Regions from separate parts of the Macaca mulatta genome. Here region 1 is linked to region 2. The links are chromatin contacts, called in public Hi-C maps. All regions are on one chromosome and are shown on one strand. Each heading gives the region's core, a stretch centred on a gene start, on an enhancer-like site or on the middle of the called end of the contact. The rest is flanking DNA. Distances are from core to core; before and after follow the strand shown.

The links. Hi-C and Micro-C count contacts between places; a contact is called where the count stands out from the background.
Region 1: a Hi-C map of fetal cortex germinal zone shows a contact between it and region 2, with 2.6 times the contacts expected there. The contact joins the enhancer-like site here to the promoter of ALKBH1 in region 2. A contact is called at or near these places in 2 of 14 Hi-C or Micro-C datasets (fetal cortex germinal zone and liver).

The regions. Positions count from the first base shown.
Region 1 is chr7:151,401,418-151,405,840 of T2T-MMU8v2.0, reverse strand. No RefSeq gene overlaps it. Among named protein-coding and RNA genes, the nearest start is that of NRXN3, 240 kb to the left of the region's middle. Within about 2 kb of position 2,745, at least 14 of the 40 cell types and tissues checked have an H3K27ac peak or open chromatin away from gene starts, as enhancers often do. A contact at or near this core is called in fetal cortex germinal zone, where this site is marked.
Region 2 is chr7:151,082,876-151,087,455 of T2T-MMU8v2.0, reverse strand. It overlaps ALKBH1 (alkB homolog 1, histone H2A dioxygenase), which reads left to right and starts at 2,880. Exons shown (of 7, transcript XM_077941561.1): 1 at 2,880-2,883. The region is part of intron 4 of ADCK1 (aarF domain containing kinase 1); the gene reads right to left.

The DNA.
Region 1 (4,423 bases), core at 1,496-3,995, 320 kb before region 2:
AAAAGACCTTCCTACCATGCACATCGACAAACACACCAACCGCCACCCAATCTCAGTAGCCGATCTCAAAACCCCAAGCATCAGTCCACCTCAATACATCCTTTCCCTTATATAAGCAGCAAATCATCAACATAGTCAGGAGAAACGCAGCACTAAAATGAAATCAACAAAAACGGAGGCCAGAGCCCCGTCAAATCCCCAATAATTAATAATAGGGAACTACCAGAGAAGCAAAGACGTAGTTGTCTCTCAAAATCTAGAATCCCTTTAATTTCTGCCCCCTTCTCTTCTCAAGAAGCAATTTTTTAAAATTATCATTTCACTAGAAAGGGCCGGAAAGCTCCAGAAAAGGGCATTCGCACAGTCCGGTTGTTTTTAAAAAATAAACCCAGCCCTGTTGCTCACTTTAATAGCGAACTTCCAGCGTCCAGCCTTTTCCCCCTCTTCCAGAAGGAAGACTGACTCGCAGGATGAACCCCAGGCTGCAGAAAATGGGCCAAGAGCCCTTACTCCACTCCCCAATAACAACAACAACAAAAAAAATCAAACAATAGGAATATCTGCACAACCAGCACCCTTCTGAAATATCGTTTGCCCCATATGACTTAGGCAGATTAAGCCCGAAGATTAAAAAATAAATACCAGCCTTGCCTCCTCTCACTCCCCTCCATCCTTCCGCCACATACCCAGTAGCCCTTAGGTAAACTTGCCCATCATAACCAGCGGGACCATTTTAACTTGAAAGGCGACGCAGAAGCCCTTGAACGATGAAGGAAGGCTCTACCCAGAACGGCAAATTAATAAAGAGCTAGTTCTCCAGGCTCCCCAGACTAACCTCCAGGTGCCCCCAGATAGACTATCCTGGGTACCAAGTCACCCAGTGTGCTGGGAGTTCAAATTTCCACTGGAACCTTCATCACAAAGGCAAACGGTCATCTGACCCCCAAAACTACACTGTCCTCCAGGTGTGACAAGGAGTGTCCCCTCTCCCTCCCAGGGCCATCCACAGGACCCAGCAGAGAGAAAGAAAGAAGAATGTTGGGGTGGCTTGTAGTGGTAAAAGAAAAACTATCTCCCCAAAGCGGGAACCGAAGGAAGCGGGGAGAAGACAGCTCTTGTCCTACCAGCTCTCTTATTTGCCCTGACTCTGTCTTGCTCCATCCTAAGCTAGCTCTCAATGATCTCTGACCTTCGCATTAGAAAGAAAGTATTAAAAATAAAGATCAGAAAAAGAGGAACCCTACTTTACCTACACCCCAATAATGGTTAGCAAAAATATGATGTTCTCATTGCATGATGATATTTCTACATCCAAATTAAAAGAGGCAGGCATTTAATGGAGGAAGGGAAAATTTTATTTTTTTTAACAAGTAATCACAGGGTAAGTCACCTGCAAAGCAGTCGAGCCCTTAGGTTGGTATTACATCACTGGCCTAAGAAGGGATGGGGGGTGGGGGGACACATTTTTTTCCTTGTCATCAGGCTGATGTTTCTAAAGCAGTTAAGTTTTGTGGTTAAAAAAGAAAGAGGGAAAGAGCTGAAACTCTGGGTACAGCACAATGCCTGGAAAAAACAATACATCGAACCAGGCTTTAAGGTCACTGAGAGCTTGCAAAACCCACAGTGCTTACACAGGGTGGAAGTTTTCAGGCAAGCCTGCTACTAAATCATTAATATAAACAAATGGAAGGCAGTGGAGGAAGATTCCCTTGTAACCGATCCAAACAGGAGCACATACCCGCGCACACACACACACACACTCACACACACTCCCTTTTCACCTTCTCCAAGTATGCCCACTTTCATAAGACAGGAGTCCAACCTGAATTTTTAGACTCTAGAACCACCTCCTCACACCCCCTCAAAAAAAAAAGCACACACTCTCACATACACCTCAGTTCCTCAACAGCTAGGGAAATCCCTGTCTCAATTCAATTTTGTTTTCTTGTGATCCTCAGAGTGTCCCTTCTCTTTCTCATTTTAACCAGCCCAAATAAATAAATGAATAAATGAGGGGGGAAGTGGTTACAAAATGTCAAAAAAAAAGTAGCTGCCCAAAATGAAGTGATGAGCACACATCATTTCAGACTAACAATTCAAGCAAATAGGAGAAATACTCAAAAAAAAAAAAAAAAAAAAAAGATAAAAATCTAAAACATTCTCTGACTTTTCCAACATCTGGAGGAAAAGGACCCAACTTCCAGGCGAAACTGAAGGAAAAGAAAGGCAGTTGAAAAGCCATTTCCACAGTCAGCCAAGGCTCACGGCATTCAAAAAAAAAAAAAAAAAAATCTAGGTTGGTCGCTCCCAACTGAAAACTTCTACCCTCTCAGGAGCAACCTCTTCCCAGAACGGACAAGAACCTTGAGTTGTTTCATACCCTGACTGCCTTCTTTTCCCCGCAAACCTTACCTTTCCAGTTGAACAGAAGATTTGGGATCTGTCTGTATGTCTGTTTGATGTTTAATCAACTGAGTTTGCCGGGTTTGTTTCCTCTTTGGGGAGGTTCAAATTCCAGAATCTTTCTCTCTCCTTTTCCTCTCTCTCTGGGAGGGAGTGGCAGGGAAGAAGGGAGGGGTTGTTGGAGGTGCGAAGCGCAGGTCCTTGGTGGCTGGAGATGCCGAGGCTGAGAGAGGGGAGGACAGGTTACCTCTCCCTCTCAGTGAGTTGCATGCAAGAGGCGATGTGTAGGGCTGAGCGCTGAGCCTGAGACTGCCGGAGGAGCCCAGGAATTTCACGCACTCCAGAGCCGGCCCCTCCCTCTCCCACACAGACCCCAGCATTTAAAGAGACAGTCAGGCCGCCTGGCTCAGGGCTTCACCTCCTCCCTGACTGTTTTGCAAACAGCTGAGAAGATATCATCAGGGAGGGGCAGTCTGTAGCCCCCACAACTAAGAGGCAGTGTCTGAGCTCAGTCCTCTTCTTACTCCAGCCTGAGAGTAGAGTTCTTCCCTAGAACTGGAGCAGGAATTAATATAAAGACAAAATTCTCATTTACAGTTTCAGCAGACCAAACCACTTCCCACTGCTGAGGATGTGTGTGTCTCCTTGCAGACTGAGGGACTCTAACCTACAAGTGTGCCTCGGTTTCCCTGAGTAGTTGCTCTTCCTTGCAAAATCAGGGCAATCCTTGAGCATCTAGTGGAGGTCAGGGCTGTAACTAGGACACAAATCTATTCCTTCAACAAGCACTTTGAATGCCTGCTTAGGATGAGGCATAGTGCAAGGGGCTGGGAACATAAAAATTACAGTGATAAATGGGGCTTCCTCTCTCAGAGCCCCTAGCAGCAAAGACAGACCCAGGCACAGCCCATCCTATCCTAAGGGGCTGCCAGCTAAGAGTCAGAGGCCCGAATCAAGTGTTTTGGTGACTCAGGAAGATGGCTCTGTTTTGTGGCTTGCACTCCGAGCTCTGAGCCTAGACAATTCCACCGCACCCCTAAACCCTTGAAAATCCACTGCCAGCCTTGACAAACTAGTTCATGTCTGTGGAAACGTTTCCCCAGTCAAACCTAAACGAGAGATGACAGTCGGTGGCACCTAATACCAAGGTTTTGCTCAGCATCAGGCCCTGGCACCTCATGTGAAAATGCAGCCCCAAACTCCTTTCTTCTCCAGCTCCCTTTTTAAGGGCTGCACTGGCATGCCTTCCCTTGGACCAGCACCAATCCACTAATAGCCGTCGAGCACTTACCATACGCCATCACGTGGTTCATCTCATTCAGTCCAGCAAGGTTTGTGCTGTTTGACAGTTGCAGTCCATTTCACAGTCTTAAAAATTGATGCTTTAGAGAGGTTGCCCAAGGTCACACAGCTGGAAGCTGCTGAGAATGAATTTGAACTCAAGTCTATCCAACTCCAGAGCCTGCCTGCTTAGCCACAGTACTCTATTGCTTCCTGGCCAAGGATGGTAGTTCTTATATTTCTGACTTTTACTGGACATCCTTGCAGCATCCTAGCACTTTCCCGACCCGGCAAACTTTAATAGCACATGTACCCGGCATCATGCTCATGAGAAATAAAATGAATCTATCAAGGTCGGAACCCCAAGGACTCCAGTAAGCATTGGAGGAGGACAGAAATGTGTTTCTATAAAACAAGGGGAAAATAATCATGAGAGCAATGTAAAGGAAAGTCTATGGGACTGTTGATAAACAAGTGATTAATTTTGATTTGGAGGTGGGGGATATCAAGGCAAGCTTGGTGGACTAAAGTGGCGTCTAGGCTGGGACTAGACAGACACATGTACTTCCATCATTACTAGCCTACTTTTCAGTCTGTTTTACCTTTCAGATCACAATCTCATTTTCTTATGTGTCTTCGGGTCTCCAACCTTCAACACCTCCACAGTATCCAGCAGTTTTAGGAATACAAACAAACATGCCTTCATGGATTAATTTTATATGACATCTGATCTCCCACC
Region 2 (4,580 bases), core at 1,631-4,130:
GATGCCTATGGCTCTCTTTAATGTCCCCCAGAAACCAACTCTTCTGCAGGGCTAGGAGCTGCATAGCAGGAAGAGTGGAGATGTCATCATCAGAGCTCAAATCCTGGTTCTGCTTCTTACTAGCTATGTGAACATGGCTGTTACCCTCTCAGGGCCTCTGCCTCCTCAAATGGAAAACCGGAATGGTAATCTACCAGCCTTGCAGTTATTGTAAAGGTTACAAAACAGTATCTGTAACACATCCAGCCAATGTACACTACATAACAAGTACCAAATAAACACAACCATATGTTATTATCCACCAACACTAATACCTACCATCTTGTCTGCCTTTACCCATCTGTGTTGGTCTGTTCTCACCTTGCTATAAAGAAATACCTGAGGCTGAGTAATTTATAAAGAAAAGTGGGGTGGGGTGGAGCAGACACTATTTAAGCCAGTACAACATCTGACTTAGGCTAAGTCAGTCGGAGTCCTGAAACTGGGGAGCAGGGTCAGGCCCTCTTAGGTGTGAAGCTTAGAAGACGTGAGGGTAAAAGCTGCCAATGGTAGCTGGTCATGGAGGGAAGCAGCTGTGAATGAGGCTGATGCACAGAGACAAGTTGCTGGGAGAGATACAAGAGTCCCAGAGCAGCGCCCCAAGGCCCAACTCTAGCCCAACCCTATCTACAATGCAACACATCTCCTTTTTTGCCTTGGCTCGTTCAACTTGGAGTTAAGATTCTTACTACAGAAGACCTAATGCACCCATCTGCTGTGGGCTGAACCGTGCCCCCCAAATATTCATATGTGGAAGTCCTAACCCCAGCCTAGAATGTGACCTTATTTGGAAACGAGGTCATTGCAGATATATTCATAGTTAGTTAAGATGAGGTCACACTGGAGTAGCACAATCATAATCCAATATGACTGTGTCCCTATAAAAAGGGGAAATTTGGACACAGAGCCAGACACCCACATGAAGAGGATACCATGTAAAGATGAACGCAGAGATCGGGGATGTGCATCCCCAAACCAAGGAACACCAGAGATTGCCAGCAAACCCCCAGAAGCTGGAACCGAGGCTTAGAACAGATTCTCCCTCACGGCCTTGGAAGGAACCCACCCTTGCTGATACCTTGATCTCAGACCTCTGGCTTCCAGAACTGTGGGACGATACATTTGTTGTTTAAGCCACAGGTTTGGGGCTAGCCCTAGAAAACAATACGCCATCTGACCAAAGCTCCCTGCCACCCCAGGCCAGCTTGTCGGCTCTCTGGGCATTGAATTACCTGTGGTCATCACTCACCACCAACTGCCAACCCTGTGTGCCCTCAGAATTCCCCTCCTCAAATCTTACTTATCCTTCAAGGACCAGTTCAAAGCCCAAACCCCCACCACCAGGAACCCGCCTCTGAACTTCCCCTGAACTTCCCATCCATCAGCCCCACAGCTGAGGGCTTAATTGTTCTCTAATTACTCCCTCTGTGCTCGGTTCTGCCTGCTTGGCTTTGGAGGGAGGGGCACGGCGTTAACATTCTGTATATCCCCCGCTGCAGTGGCACATGGGTAAGAGAAGAGCAGTTGCTCCACAAATCTGTATTCTCTAGGTGAGCAAACCAACAAGTGGTGGGCCCCAACCTTCCCGGGGTTAGTGAATGGGGCCACTGTGGGCTGAGGCCTTTTATCTGCAGGAAGTGGGTAGGGAACAGTCCAGACACACCAGCCGATCAGAGGGCTTGGGCACGACCCCGCGCACTAGATCCCAAAAGAGGGGAGGCACCCCTCGTGCAGCCTGTGGACCGAGAGTGAACTGGTGAACACATTAGTATAATCACCCCAAACCACTGGCAAGACAAAAGACTGACAGAAGGACCAAAAGAACTATAGGATCCTGGACTGAGGAAAAATACGGCTTCCTCAAAGTCCACAGGAAACCACAAGGTCCCAAGGCCGATGAAAGCTGCGGAGGCCCGCTGGGTGGCTCTGACAGCAAGGCCAGCCCAATTGCTCGACTGAGTGCTGCCCTCTCTTCTGGGCACTGAGCTTCCATCTGAAACAGAATAGTCCAGGAGAAAGAGCACCGGATCAGGAACCAGGAGACCTGGGTTCTAGTCCTCTTTCTACCACCAACCAGTTGTGTCATTGAGCAAGTGACTGCCCCTCTCTGAGCCTCAGTTTCCTCACCTGTGAAATGTGGGGGTTGCATTAAATGATTTATAAGCCCTCACAACCCGTGAGTGATTCTCCCAGATGCCTTTTGTCCAAAGCACTTGCCACTGAACAGAAGGTGAACAGAGTCGGTATTTGTTAAACCTCAGGAAGATCGAGGCACCAGGCAAGGTGCTAGATACAAGATGAAGGCGCCAGTCTTACTGCCAAATTTCGTCCTCACAATGACTCTACACATAATAAGCACAGCTGACACTGAACTGGCATTTACCATTCACCAGGCGGTGCACTGTGGCTGGGATATAGCATCCAATCCTCACCGCAGCCCTGTTCGTGGGAAGGCTCTCTTATCATCCCTGTTTACACATGAGGAAACCAAGTCTCAGCAAAATCACAAAATTTACCCAGGATGACATAGAACATGGTGACACCGGGATTTGAGGTGCAGGACACAGGCTGGGAGCAGGGCAAAGACAGGGGACAGGCCTGCAGGAGGGCAGTGGTCACAGGGAGGAGGCCGGGCCAGATGGGCCATCAGTAGGAAGCGCAAGCCAGGGCCACCTCAACCATTGCCTTGCCTCTCCCGCAGTGACTAACGGCAGGCCATCCGTCCGCGCTGACAGCAACGCTTCCTGCCATCCATCTCCCACTAGTTAAATTGCAATTTTATGGCCAAAATCTCTCTCTCATAATTGATAAAAATCTTCTTTTGATGTCAGCATTATTGGGGGGGAAATGGGTTTTTTTCTTCTTCATTATGTTTTTAATACAAATGTATTTTTTATTGAGAGCTGCTGGGAAGGCAGGATGAGGCCCAGCTGGGAGGAGGTGATCGCACTCCCTGGCCCCCAGTTCTCCTACACATGGCTTCACAGCCACCAGATCCTTCTGTTCCATTCCCAGAATACTCATCTGGTACCCTTCTCAGGGACAGTCTAGGGAGACAAACCAGATGCCTGAACAAACAAAGGTGGTGCTCAGGACCAGGAGAAGCAAGTCTACAGATCGCCGAAGGCTTCCAGGACGGCTTCCAGGTAGCTTTGGGCCTGTGATGCAGCCTGGGCTGGTAGAGGGTGAGCTGACCTCATCTGGACCCTGCCAGCATGGGAGAACGGCACTCCAAGGGGCAGAGCCAGGGCACTCCAGGGGGCAGGGACCCCAGGGGCTGGTACAGTACCTGGCACAGAGGAGGTGCTCAGTAAATGCACATGAGTAAACAAGAGGAGGATGGGGAGAAGTTGGATCAGCGCTGGAAAGAAGGCAGCAAAGAATATGAGAGCCTGGAGGCATCTCTCCCCTGTGGGGACTGCAGGCACAGGTAGAGTCAGTCCCCAGGGTAGGAGGGGCTCTCCTACCCCCCTTCTGCTCCAACCACTTCCCTACTCCCAGTCCAGCCCAGGGCATGCTCAGCCCTGGATACAGTCCACACCTGGCCCCACCAGGATGCTGTAAGGGAAGCCGAATCTGGCTGCCACCTTACAAGTGAAGAGGGCTAGGCGAGTGGGTCCTAAATACAGCACAGCCACCAACTCCATGACTAAGGGCACCTGTGACTCCTCGTTGGCAATCTGGCCAGACTTCCACCTCCGCTCACCCCTCATCCACGGAATTAGCCCTGCCTGGAGACCAAGAGCACATACGTCAGAGTCCCTAATCCAGAGGAAAGCTGCCAAAGAGCCTTGGGAAACTGCAGCAATTAACCCTAACCAGCTGAGCTGCCCCCCAGGTAACCCCCCAAAGTGGAAGACAGAGCCCTAGAAACCCAGGCTGCTCCTTAGGGAGCCTGTGGGGATTTCCAAAAATAGCGGCGAAGGGGCTGGCCAGGTAGAGTGCTGGGTACTGATCAGGAAGAGGAAGAGAAAGGAGGATTATTCTAGCAAAACAGTACAGTCATGTGCCGCATGACCAACATTTTGGTCAACAATGGACCACACATGCAAAAGCAGTCCATTATATTAATAATACCATATTTTTACTGTACCTTTTCTATGTTTAGATAGATAAATACTCACCATTGTGTTACAATTGCCTAGATTCAAGCCTCCCCTCAGTCTCACATTCTGAAAAGAACAGGCTACACCATATACCCCAAGTATATCGTAGGCTATCCCATCTAGGTTTGTGTAAGTATGATGTTCACACAGCAACAAAATCGCCTAATTATGCATTTCTCAGAACATATCACCATCATTAAGCAACATATGACTGAATAGGGGACAGAGAGTTGTACCAGTTATCAGAAGCCCAGGTAAAGATGGAACTCTGCCATTTATGAGTCTCTCAAAACCTCAGTTCCTGTTCATATAAAGCACACAGCAGAATACACAGAAATAATAATTATTTTTTTTTTTTTAAGGCAGAGTCTCGCTCTGTGTCCCAGGCTGGAGTGCAGTGGCGTAATCTCGGCTCACTGCAAGCTCCGCCTCCCG